Linked DNA regions of Zea mays: region 2 is linked to region 1. The links are chromatin contacts, called in public Hi-C maps. All regions are on one chromosome and are shown on one strand. Each heading gives the region's core, a stretch centred on a gene start, on an enhancer-like site or on the middle of the called end of the contact. The rest is flanking DNA. Distances are from core to core; before and after follow the strand shown. Region 1 holds the start of LOC118476738. Region 2 holds the start of LOC542139 (cellulose synthase 11).

Evidence for each region. A called contact is a pair of places that touch in the nucleus more often than the background predicts.
Region 2: a Hi-C map of tassel shows a contact between it and region 1, with 2.5 times the contacts expected there. The contact joins the promoter of LOC542139 here to the promoter of LOC118476738 in region 1. A contact is called at or near these places in 2 of 25 Hi-C or Micro-C datasets (leaf mesophyll and tassel).

The regions. Positions count from the first base shown.
Region 1 is chr3:203,064,360-203,070,351 of Zm-B73-REFERENCE-NAM-5.0, reverse strand. LOC118476738 reads left to right here and starts at 3,712. Exons shown (of 2, transcript XM_035966411.1): 1 at 3,712-4,160; 2 at 4,262-4,682. The coding sequence starts at 4,088. The coding sequence ends at 4,581. It overlaps LOC103651208 (probable alpha,alpha-trehalose-phosphate synthase [UDP-forming] 7), which reads left to right. Exons shown (of 3, transcript NM_001301547.1): 2 at 1,015-1,288; 3 at 1,880-2,479. The coding sequence ends at 2,257. LOC100283972 reads right to left here. Exons shown (of 1, transcript XM_034059761.2): 1 at 4,998-5,992. The coding sequence starts at 5,834. The coding sequence ends at 5,133.
Region 2 is chr3:203,526,730-203,532,868 of Zm-B73-REFERENCE-NAM-5.0, reverse strand. It overlaps LOC542139 (cellulose synthase 11), which reads right to left and starts at 2,888. Exons shown (of 13, transcript NM_001111766.2): 1 at 2,646-2,888; 2 at 2,447-2,556; 3 at 2,286-2,337; 4 at 2,045-2,192; 5 at 1,099-1,365; 6 at 663-1,005; 7 at 429-566. The coding sequence starts at 2,814.

The DNA of each region.
Region 1 (5,992 bases), core at 2,463-4,962:
CGCCGACGCGACGTCCTACCGGAGCCTAACCGGCGCGCTCCAGTACCTCACCTTCTCCAGACTCGATATCGCCTACACCGTCCAGTAGGTGGGCCTGCATATGCACACCCCGCGGGAGCCCCATCTCCCCGCTCTCAAGAGGATCCTGCGCTACCTCCGCGGCTCCCTCGACTACGCCCTCCTACTCCGACCATCCCCGACGTCGGAGCTCGTGGTCTACACCAACGTTGACTAGGCTCGCTGTCCCGACACACGCCGGTCCACTTCCGCTTATGCCATGTTCCTGGGCGCCAACCTCGTCTCCTAGGCCGCCAAGCGGCAACCCGTCGTCTCCCGCTCCAGCGCAGAGGTCGAGTACCATACTGTGGCCAACAGCGTGGCGGAGGCCTCCTGGATGCGCTAGCTACTCCACGAGCTCCACAACCCCCTTCAACACGTCACCCTCGTCTACTGCGACAACGTCAGCGCGGTCTATCGCTTCACCAATCCCGTGTAGCATTAGCGCACGAAGCATGTGGAGATCGACCCGCACTTCGTCCACGAGCATGTCGCTGCAGGTGACGTTCGGGTTATCAGCGTCCCCACCACGCTGCAGTTCGCCGACATTTTCACCAAGGGGTTACCGTCGAGTGTATTTTTAGACTTTCGATACAGTCTCAACATCTGTACAGGATAGAGTTGCGACTGCGGGGGTGTTAGAATACCCGTTTAGGGTTTGGGGCTTTCCCCGTGTAATTACCCTCTCACCCCTGTGTAATGGGTCTGGCCCAGTTAACTCAAGTCTATTAATACAACACCCAACCCTAATCCAGGATTTGGGTTTCCCACACTTAACCTAGAGATTATATAAGAACATGAATGTGATAGATCAATCATAGGCTATCTTCTTTGCTAGTTTGTTAATGGGCTATCTTGTTTGCTAGTTTGTTAATTGCAGTAATTGGTTTAATCGGCTCTTACCAAATTGTCTTAGCTAGAAAGGCTCTGTGAAATAAGATTTCAAAAATTTGGTAGGTGGTCTAGCAAAGAAGAATGGCAAACATGCACCCAGGCCATGGACTTTGGATGGATGCAAATGGCAAAGCCAGTGATGAATTTATATACAGAAGCAACTGATGGATCCTACATTGAGAGAAAAGAAAGTGCCTTGGTGTGGCACCATCAGGATGCTGACCCAGGCTTTGGATCCTCACAGGCAAAGGAGCTGCTTGATCACCTGGAAAGTGTACTAGCAAATGAACCAGTCTCTGTCAAGAGTGGACAGTTCATCGTTGAAGTCAAGCCACAGGTTCGTTCATCTTTTAGCCATTCAAACCCGTTCTTGAAGATATGTGGTTTCCAACTTATAAGTTCATTATTTACGTCTTAAAAATATTCCATATTATATTTTTACGATTCTAAAAGGTAGAGTTGAACTGTAGACCACGAAGTTCAGGTAGCACCTTTTGTTCTCACAGTTAATATGATACTTAGCTTCAAAAGTGTGAAAGGACCCAGTCTAGTTCTTTTTCTTGTTGCAAATATGTTGGCGTCAGTTATAGAAGATCTCATTTGGGCCTGTTTTGGGTTTTTGTCTGGTTGTGGTGAAAGCAACTTTCTAAAAAGCAACATGCTGATGCTTGCAGGTTTTAGAATTTTGTCTTAGTAGCCTACTAGCCCTGTAGAAAAACATTATCTTGTTTGCCTTATGCCTACTAGGCTGTAGTTACTTTACCACCTTTCTTACCTTATGCAAAAAATTTCCTGCAAGTGGTTGGTACTAGTGGCAAAGTATAAGTTGATGGATATGGTTTTTACCTTGCATGATTGACTTAACTTAGTTTCTTGTATTTATTTGTGTAAATTAAAATGAGTTCTTTTGTTGTGCACTAATCTGCAGGGAGTAAGCAAGGGAATAGTTGCCGAGAGGATACTTGCATCAGTGAAGGAGAGGGGAAAGCAGGCTGATTTCGTATTGTGCATCGGCGATGATAGGTCTGATGAGGACATGTTTGAAAATATTGCCGATATCATTAAGAGGAATATGGTTGCTCCAAGAACATCGCTGTTTGCATGCACTGTGGGACAAAAACCAAGCAAAGCCAAATTCTACCTGGACGATACATTTGAAGTGGTCGCTATGCTGAGCGCACTTGCAGATGCCACTGGAGCTGAACTGAAATCTGATTCGGCTGATGAATTGGCGGCATCTATCTCATCACTTGATATTGGTGACGAACAATCAGAATCCAGCGATACACCAATTGGAGGGTCTTAGCCAGTTTTCTCTTGAATTTCAGAATATAATGATTATTTCAATAGTCAATTCTACAGAGGGGAAGCTTCTCAATCTGCTGCACTCCAAGTTTATCCAGTTGGGCAAGATAGTAGTCTGTCGCTGCAAGGCGTAGATCCATATGTTCATAGCTGACTCGCCGACTTGGCATATTCTTTGACTTTCTCATTCCTGGTTGAAGTAAAATGAAAGCCTGACAGAAGGAAAGGGAACTGTGTGGCTGAAGTAATTGGGGAAAGTTATAGGAGTGGCAAATGCTAAAGGAGCCCGTGCGCAGCTTCTGATATGATCCCTTATTAACATGACATTACAAAGTGGTGTCACTTTTTGAACTATCAGTAGTAGGTAGTAGCAATCTCAAGGGTGAGGTTTAAATTGATTAGTTGCTTCAAAACCAGATTTTGGCTCCTCTGTGTTTGGGTTATATTTTAATTACTAGGTGAGTGCCCGTGCGTTGCAACGGAACCGAATAATAACACGATAATTTAGTACTTCCTTAGGTTTGTTTAGGTCCAGTATTATAAATATCATAATCTCTTAAACATAAAGAGGTTCTCGTAATTTTGCTACATAGGCACTTCTTCCGTCAATTTGCTACCTCTAATGTTCGAGTTTTTTTTGTCTTGTCTTGTTGCTACAACAGATTCATGTGCTGCCACAAGTGAGGATGTCAGCGCATGACACTACATCTGTAGGCAGATCTGTTCAAGTTGTACATTGACGCTGTTGGTCACATCAAACCCTGCGCAAGGAATAGTTTGGATGGAGCATTCTTCTCCCCTGTGAAGGGTGGGGTGCCATCAAGCAGCATTGAACCATCACAACCCAGTATCTTACATGATTCCTATGATTAGTAGCTGAAGAAATGTGAAGTACTAAGCATATGTGCAGATTCGATGGCACTTGCATCGATCGGCGCTATAGATTACCACATGATCCAAATGCGGTAATAGTCCCACCAAAGATTCAAACGGTTTTTTTAAATATATATATAATACCAAAAAAACTGCCTTCCGGTGGCTAATTCGAATCAATATAACGAAGTAACTGAAGGGAGAGAAGTTTCAGATAAATAAACCTTTATTTCAAGGCGAGGTATCATATGTGCTAGAGCAGCCCGGATGCAGATACCCCAAACGAGATGCTTACCGTGAAAGCACGACGCATCCCAATCTTTGGAGATTTGAAGAATCCCCGGCCTCCAAGAAATCAAGAATCAGCAGGAAATCTGTTTCGCTCGCTCACTCACCAAGTTTATCTTGGTCCCCTCCTGGCCGGGAAGATATCGGTCAAATATAATGATATCTATAATGCTATTGTATTATATGTTGGTAATAAGTCGTGTCAGAGTGGGGAAGAAAAAAAAAGAGTCGCTAGCTGGCAGGAATGTTAGTTGAGTTTTCGTTTTCTTTTAATAATGAAGACGAAATATCCGTTGAGCTGAAACTGGCAGAGCAGCCTGCCCTGCCTGAAGCCACAAGCGGCCTGGAAAACCAGAAGCCGAGCCACCAGGAACGAAGACAAAACAGACAGAAACAGAAGGCGGGGGCCTCCCATTTGGTTCCCCTCCCTCCCCGTTCCCAGGCTTCCAGTGGGCAGGGCAGCCACTGGTTCCACTCGCCCGTTCAGCTATAAGTTAGTCGAGACAGGGCCTTGCACTCAGACTCATCAGTTCAATTCAATCCAATCCAATCCCACCCTTCCCCGCCCCTTCCAAGAACTTCAATCGTCCAACAAAAGCAGGAGTCGCATCCCAGATCCCCCCGCATCAGAGACAGGCAGGGAGGGAACCGAGATCCTCCGTCCGAGTCGATGGAGTCAACGGTGGAGCGGATAAGCTCGTCGGTGCAGTCCTGGGTGAAGGACCACGAGCTCGCAGCCATCGGTGAGTCAGTCTCAGCCTTTGTTGCGGATCCACCACTGCTGCTTAGTGTTCCGTTTCCGTTCTTGAAGACGATGATCTTCTGCTGAAACTGAAACCGCTAGCTGTCTGCCTGTCTATGTGCGCGCGCACGCCCAGGAGGCGTGTGGGCTGCGGCGGTGGGCGCTTCGGTGGCGTACAGCCGGAGGAAGGCGCCGCAGCACTCCTGCACAGAGCTCGGCAGCACTCCCGCATAGAGCCAGCGCGGGATCCGCGGCGGGGGCGAGATCCGGGGCGGGGGCGGCGGGGGACGGTGCCTCGGTCGTGGGGGAGGGGCACGACGGGGGCTAGCGAGCTGCTTTCATGCGCGCGCGTGGGAGGGTGCGGGGTCAGGCGGGGGCAACCAGGGTGTGGACGGGTGTGGACGCTGACGCTACTATCTTAATAGAGTAGTATAGATATGAAATGTGGATTTTTTAACCTTAGCTATTTGCAATGTTCAAGGACAATGTCTAATTACGACCTACTTTTTTGGATTGCTTTTAATTACAACCATCTGAGATGGACTCTTGAACAGGTTTTCATCTACAGCAAAATAATCGACATAATAGATAAATATGGGCTACAAGTACATGACTCCATTAAAGATAGTGAGGCAAGCATCTAACACACTATTCATGCCTCAAATCAACAATTAGTAACTTGAGACCCACATTAGCATGCTCGTTTTTGAACCACTGCATGCGCTTCCAACATCGAGTGCATACTGTTGGCGCCTAGTAAACTATAGTATAGCTGAAATATGGGTTAGTACACGCCATTATAGTTTTGTTGTTTTTGAAGCACGCTGCACACCATAACTATTCGTGAAACTATATCAGTGCCATTATAATTCTCGCGAAAGCTGAAAATGCCATTATATACGTCTGCTGAAAATGCCATTATATAAGACGATGGAGTTGCCTATTTCACCATACATGAATCCGTCTGGGCATATCATGTACTCCTACCTGGCAATGGGATGGCGAGAATGTCGCCTGGCGCGGCGACGGGACTCCCCATGGCATTGACATTCATGACATCCGTGACGGTGGTCTCGTAGCTTGCAGCGATGGCGGGCACGGTGTCCCCGACCTGCACGACGTAGGAGAGGTACACCGCGGGGAGGTTGTTGTCGGATGAGTTGAAGCAGACGCATGGCAGCGGAATGGCGAGCTTCTGGCCGGCGTCCAGCGGCGCGTCGGGGTCGGCGGAGGTGAGGCCGTTCTCGTTGCGGATCTGGTCGGAGGAGGCGAGCCCCGCAAAGACGACGTCGGAGACGGTGGCGAGCGTGTCGGCCGGGCGCGCGGCGTAGCGGACGGAGACGGACTTGCGGACGCCGTCGGCGCAGGAGCAGCGGGTGGGCACGCGCACGAAGAGGCCCATGGGCAGGATGCGGTGCGCCGCCCCTGGGGCGCCGAAGTCGAGCGCGTTGGCGGCCAGCAACGCCGCCGGGTCGACGGCGAAGAGCGCGGCCACCTCGGACACCTTCATGTCGGCGTAGAGCGTGTAACCCAGCAGCGCCGGGCAGGAGTCGGACCCCGAGCACGGCTCGATCGTCGTCTTCGCCTCCGCGCCGCGCGGCGCCACCGATACCACGGCCACCACCACCGCCACCACCATCACAGCCGCCATCACGAAGCCACGCGACTTCGCCATTACCGAGAGATGCTAGCACTTGCGAGTGCGAGCTTGGACTGTGGAGCTCGTGACTATAGTGCTCTCCGCCTCTGGTCGAGCAGGGGCGGACCCACAGGGGGTCCAGGTGGGCCGTGGCACACCCTAAGCCTAGCCTTCACAGTTCTGACGCCTGAGCA
Region 2 (6,139 bases), core at 1,639-4,138, 460 kb before region 1:
CTCTGAACTGCAATTTGCAGTGGATCTATAAAAGTTCAATATCAATTAGGGTGTTTTGAGTATTAGTTGATAAATGTACCTTGCAAAATGAGACACAAGTAGGATACAAATAATGATCCATTGAACTAACACCATAGTATAAAGAATATATTTGCAAGTTCAAGTGAAACACCTTACTAGGATGTTGTTGTTGCTGCTGTTGTTATCATTTGTTTATTTATTTCGTGAGGGAAGACATGCATGTTCGTATTGAGTATTGACCAAGATGCAAGAAATATTCATGACTTGATTTATATCCTAAAAGAATTAACTAGTCATTATAAATTTCAGCAATCAGTTCCAAACAAGAAGTAGAATACCATCCTGCAATAACTCAGTATGACCACGAATCTCACATGCTGATATTTCACTAGTAAAAATCAAACTACCTGGATCATGCCAGGGTGGTCACGAGGATTGTTCCCAGGCCATGGTGTACCGTCTTGCATGATCCAGCCTTCATCAGGTGTCTTTTGAGCCTTGGCAACCAAAGCATTTATCCTCACCTTGTACTCTTCATAGTCTCTCTGTGTAAACACAAGTACATAACATTATTTGTATAAAAACAAAGAGCATAACCAGTAAAAAAATGAATGTTGTTCAAACGTGCAACCAAGATCTACCTTCATAGCCCTACGCTCCTTGACAAAAGATGGGTGTATCTTGTCCTTCAAGTAGTCAATTTTCTGTGAGAAGTAGAACTCAGGAGCTCGTGGCTCAATGGCGTACTTCTTGCAAAACGGCACCCACTTTCTAGCATATTCTGCAGTCTCTGCGAGCGATTCAAATGTGAGCATAGCAGAACCATCATCAGATACATAGCATGAGATCTTCTCAACGGGATAGTCCACAGCAAGAATAGACAGCACAGTGTTTGCAGTGATTAGTGGAGGCTCTTTCAATGGATCCACTGTACTGACAAAGAAATCTACAGGTGCTAACCCAGATTCTTCACCATCTCCATATCTGTAACAAACATGAGACAAGGCTTATCAGATCCTGATGGTTGTTGATGCATATATATGATTCTTATGTGCTAGTAGGCTCTAACAAACATACCGTGCAATCAGCCTATCAACATAAGTCTCACGATTGATAGGATACCACTTCGGGAATTGATCCAATATCCAGGAGAAACCAAACCAGATCTCACATATAACTGATGTCATCCAGAGACCAAAGGCACTGTTAACAGGATTGGTGATACGGTAGTGAAAGAAGAGCCCAAGAACAATTAACCGCATAATGATCACTGCTCTGTAAGGTGTGAGCTTGTTCTTTGATATTGGGATGACCCGGGAGAGTGGCTCATATGCATCTGTCAAGCTGCAAAATTGTTTGTTGTTACAACATGTACAGAGATAGAAACGTCACATTTTAGTGAAAGTTATCACAAAGGCTTCAAACAATAAATGATGAGATTGAGACCTTTCAGGCATCTTATCAGAAATTAGGTACAGAGTTAAAAATATTGCGAAATAGGCTAGGATAGAGTTCACTTGTGCTAGATTGAACAGAAAACCAGATCTTGGGAAACGCTAGTGGTACTAAATAAATAAATGTCAATAGGCCAGGCTTAGTATCTGATTGAGGTGTCGTCGTGTTGAGTTAGGTTAAAATGAGGCCTGATAATGAGATATGAAACATAAATATGTATGTCACCATCCACAATTATTTCAGTGCTTTGGTTTACTAATTTCTACTCCAGTATAGCGAAGTCCATGCTTTAATGTCCTAAAAACAGTATATACACGGCACAGCAAGTTCAATTTCATCACACAAGTTCTGGGATCTAGTAAGATAAAGCTAACTTTGACGTATGTGAGAGAACCTCAATGTTGCCATTATATTAGAACAATGATCAGCTAAAAGCATTCTTAGTTTCACCTAATCAAGTATCATTTAACATTCGCAGTTCATTTATAATATCACTCTATGCATGGAGAAGGATAGGCACCTCAACGAGTCATAAAGAAAGATCTATAAATGGACGCTTCATCCTTACTCTTTTTCATCCATGATCTGTTCTTCGACAGGCGGAGGCTGTGCTTTAGCTGCAGTCTTTTTGGCCGAGGCTTTCTTCTCATTCTTCTTTTCCTTCCAACTCTCCACCCTGTTCTTCCAGATGGGCTTACCAGATTCATCATTCAATTCTGCAAATTCATAGTAAGGGTTGAAATTTCACTACCCCCACACCATCAGAAACAAAGGAAACAGGACGTAAATTATGAAGCAAGTAACCTTACCACTACCAATTCCCGACAAGCTGCTCATGGTCCTGGCGTGGCTTACTTCATCCTATTCCAGCAAAACTCAGTTACCCACAAAGTAAAAAATGACCAGAGTTTTCTAGAGACATCAGTTGCAGTGGCACACTGAACTGAACAAACAGAGAGGGGAAAACCACCTGGCGATCATTGAGGTGGCTGCCCATGGTGACCCTCTCACGCAGGCCACCGGCGGTGTGGTGGTTCTCCACCACCTCCTCCTCCGCCTCGGTTCCCTCGCTGGCGCGCGCTGGAACAGAGAGCGGTCGCATACACGTTAGCATTACCTCCCGAAAACCGGCAAAAGAAAACAGTACGATTCCGATACTCGCGACGCACCTGGGTTGATAGCGGCGTAGTCCCCTCCGCAGCGCGCGCATGTGGTGCGGCCCTCGGCGGCGTCCTCGTCGAGGCACGCCCTGCAGAGCGCGTAGCTGCACGCGCGGCAGGCAGCGCGCGCGTCGTCCCCGCACGCCGCGCAGGACTGGGCCGCCGCCGACTCCATCATGGCCCCTCCTCCTCACCCCGACGCGCGGCCTCGGGGATCAGGGTGTGATAGCTGGGTGTTGGGTGTGAGAGAATGGGAGAGAGAGGCTAAGCGTGCCGGAGGTTGGAGGCGTGGTGATATAGCGGTAGCCCATGATCGCGGGGTGATGGAAGCGGTGCGGTGAGGTGGCGCTGGCAGGCGGTGGGTGGAGTTGCGGCGTCGGCGTCGCATTGGCGGGTGGATGGAAAGAATGGAAGCAAAGAGTTGGGTGAGGGGAGGCGCCATGGGGAGGGAGAGGGAGGGGGTGCGTGCGTGCAGCAGGTGGGTTTTTTCCGCGGGGTTTTGCGGGGTTTCGAAGCGAAGACGACGTCGACGGGTGGGGTGATACAGCTTCCGCGCGCGCGGCCGCGCGGGGCGTAACCTGGAAGACGGGCAGATGGGGGGTCGGAGCACGGGGGTGGTTGGTAGGTTCCGTTGATGCGGTGGGGGTGGGTCCGTCAGTGCGGAAAGCCGCAAAGGTTAAACAATCTCTACCTGATGTCTTAGCCCAGATATAAAAAAAAAATCGATCCTGGAATCGGTCTGAAAAACTTCTCTTCTGTTGTGACCGTGTTGCCAGGAGATAAAAACTAATATAAAATATAGATACGGAAGGAGTAACATCACTATCATATGTAAAATCAATATAGTAAAGTATCATCATAACATTAATATTCTATTGACGAAATAAATATCTAATATTATTATAAAACAAATATAAAATATAGATACAAAACGATAAACATCAGTATGATATAAAAAATCGGTGTGCTAAAATATCACCGTAACACTAATATTCTATTGACGATATAAATATATAATATTATTATAAATACGACATGGTCACCCTTGGTAAGTTGAAACAAACATCACTATGACATCTTTGTTGTTTTTTATTTCATGTTGATGGGTAAATATAACTGAGAAACTTTCTATGTTTTCGTGTCCTTATCTACATGTTATGCAACATAATGTTCAGTATAACTGATTGACTTATCCTCAATTATGAGTTTATCCTAAAAAATCAATGAGATGATCCTGCTTTTTTTATGCTTATAAGAAACTAGATGAGTGCCCGTGTGTTGCAACGGAACCACTATATTGCAGCCTTCAAGCACAAGGGATTTACCACTTGCAACAGGCTAGAAGCTCATGTCTTCGGAAAATTCAGAAGAGGCAGAAATAAAAAAACAGAGTCCTTTGAAAGGGCAATAGATTACTGGTTAGGTTGCCTCGTGCTTATATATACACGCGCGCGTCTTGCTGCAGTGCATTTTTCCTGTCCCTGTGGGCTTGGCTTCTGTTCTTCCTACCTTGCGACGCTCATCAGACCAAAAGGAACAAAATCTCGAGTCATCGACGCCCAAGCAATCAAAATTGCCTCTCCAAAATTACCAAGCATGTGCTCGATGGTCTCCAGGCTCATGCCACCCCGGGTCGAGGCCTATCCAATGCACTGCCACTCCTCCACCTTAGTCTCCCTTGCCTCCAAGCCTTCGAGGGGCAGTGGAAGGCCCTCGCGACTCCCCTCGTGCACAACATACGACACAACCCTCGCAGAAGTTGAAGCGACGACGGTCGGTGGAGGACACACCTGGGACCCAATAACCTCCATGGACGATGACGCCAACCCGAATTGACCGACCGCCACCACAGCACTCAGGGGCAAGATGCCCTAGGATGTCGGTGACAGGGTGATGAACGTCACCTCCACCCTGAGCCGTCAACCCCGGCAACGAGACTCTCTCTAGGTTGGATGCTACGGCAGGAGCATCAAGGAGGACCACCTCGAGGACAGTCGCGCCAACCAACTCTTGAGCTGTTGGAGAGGTCGGCACTCCCGCCATAGGAGGGTCGACCATTGTGTCAACAGGCAGGGAGGCCACGACGATCGAAGAAGTTGCCATCACTTGCAACGTAAGGCAAGCACCCCCCATTCGTTGCAAGGGTCGCGCCCTTCACCATATTGTACAACACATATGTGTTGGCAAGGGGAACAAGAAGAAAAACATGGATCAAGCACGAGAGCATGGGATAAAAAGGAGCAGAGTGGAGAAAACCAATATACCTGGAGGAGCGCTTCCCCGTGGTTGTCTTCTTCAGCGCGGCCGCAAAAGGCACGAGATAGGGAACCGCCTCCGTATTTCTCCCATAGCGACACCTCGATGACACAAAGGCCGTCTGTGTTTGCGATTACGCTTGAGGCATCGCATGACGTACATCCGTCGCTAGAGGCGTAGGGGGGGAGGAGAACTGACACTGGCTCCTTCCCCGCACGACACCCTGATGTAACCAAGGGCGCGGGAGGATGCGACGCCACCAGTGTCGCTCCCCCCTCATCATCGTCGGACCTACCCCCTGCCATGAGGTGTTTGGAGGACACAACAAGCATGATGAGGTCTGACACCAGTCCCCCACCTTGGGCTGAGACGTTGGAGTTTACTCAGCGTCCCTAAGGTGGGACGGGCCACCCTCTAAAGTAAGGACGTCCATCCCCTGGACGCAGTAGAGGTCATGTCCTCCATGTCGGTGGATGGGGTAATGCTCCTCCCAAGCTCCGCGGGCGAGGCGCGTGACCTTCTTCTCCTTTTTCCTCGTCAGACGACGCTTCCGTCGTGCCGCCGAAGTCTTCGCCTCATCCTCTCTCTTCCAGTTCCGCTCCACCCTGATGATGACATACTTGGGAAGGGGCGAAAGACAGGGCACCATAGGCTCAATCCCCTATGAAACCACACTCGCCCATGATACAAAGGGAGGAAAGGGCGGAAGAAGACGAGGGAAAGAGAACTCACCAAACGGCTCGAAACATCCTTGAATAAAGGAAGGGGTGAATCCTCATCCATGAAGGACCCCGGCGATAGTACCATAACGACCCTGACCCGGGCTTCAATTTCGGACAACACGAGTAGCTCGGTGGAGTGACGGTCGGGGTCGAGAACGCCGAAGTACTAATACATGGCTTCTTGTGGACCATCAGGGGTTGGACTCGTCGCGGCATGAAGGTGCGCACCAGTCGAGCGCCAGTGAGCCCCTGTTGCTTGAGCGTAGCAAAAGCCTTCAGAAGTGCTCCACCTTGCTCTCAAATTGTGCCTCCGTGCCGTAGTGCCACTTGAGAGCACTTAGAGGGGGTGAATAGATGATCCTGTAAAAATCAACACTAAATGGCACAAACTTGGTTTATGAAATGTTAGTGGAATCAAAACCAAGGTGCTATGTCTAGAGAGAAAGAGATGTCTTCTTCACTTAATTGCTCTTCACAAGGTGAGTATGAAACTTAGAGCAATTATCAAGTGAGTAGAAGCAGAGA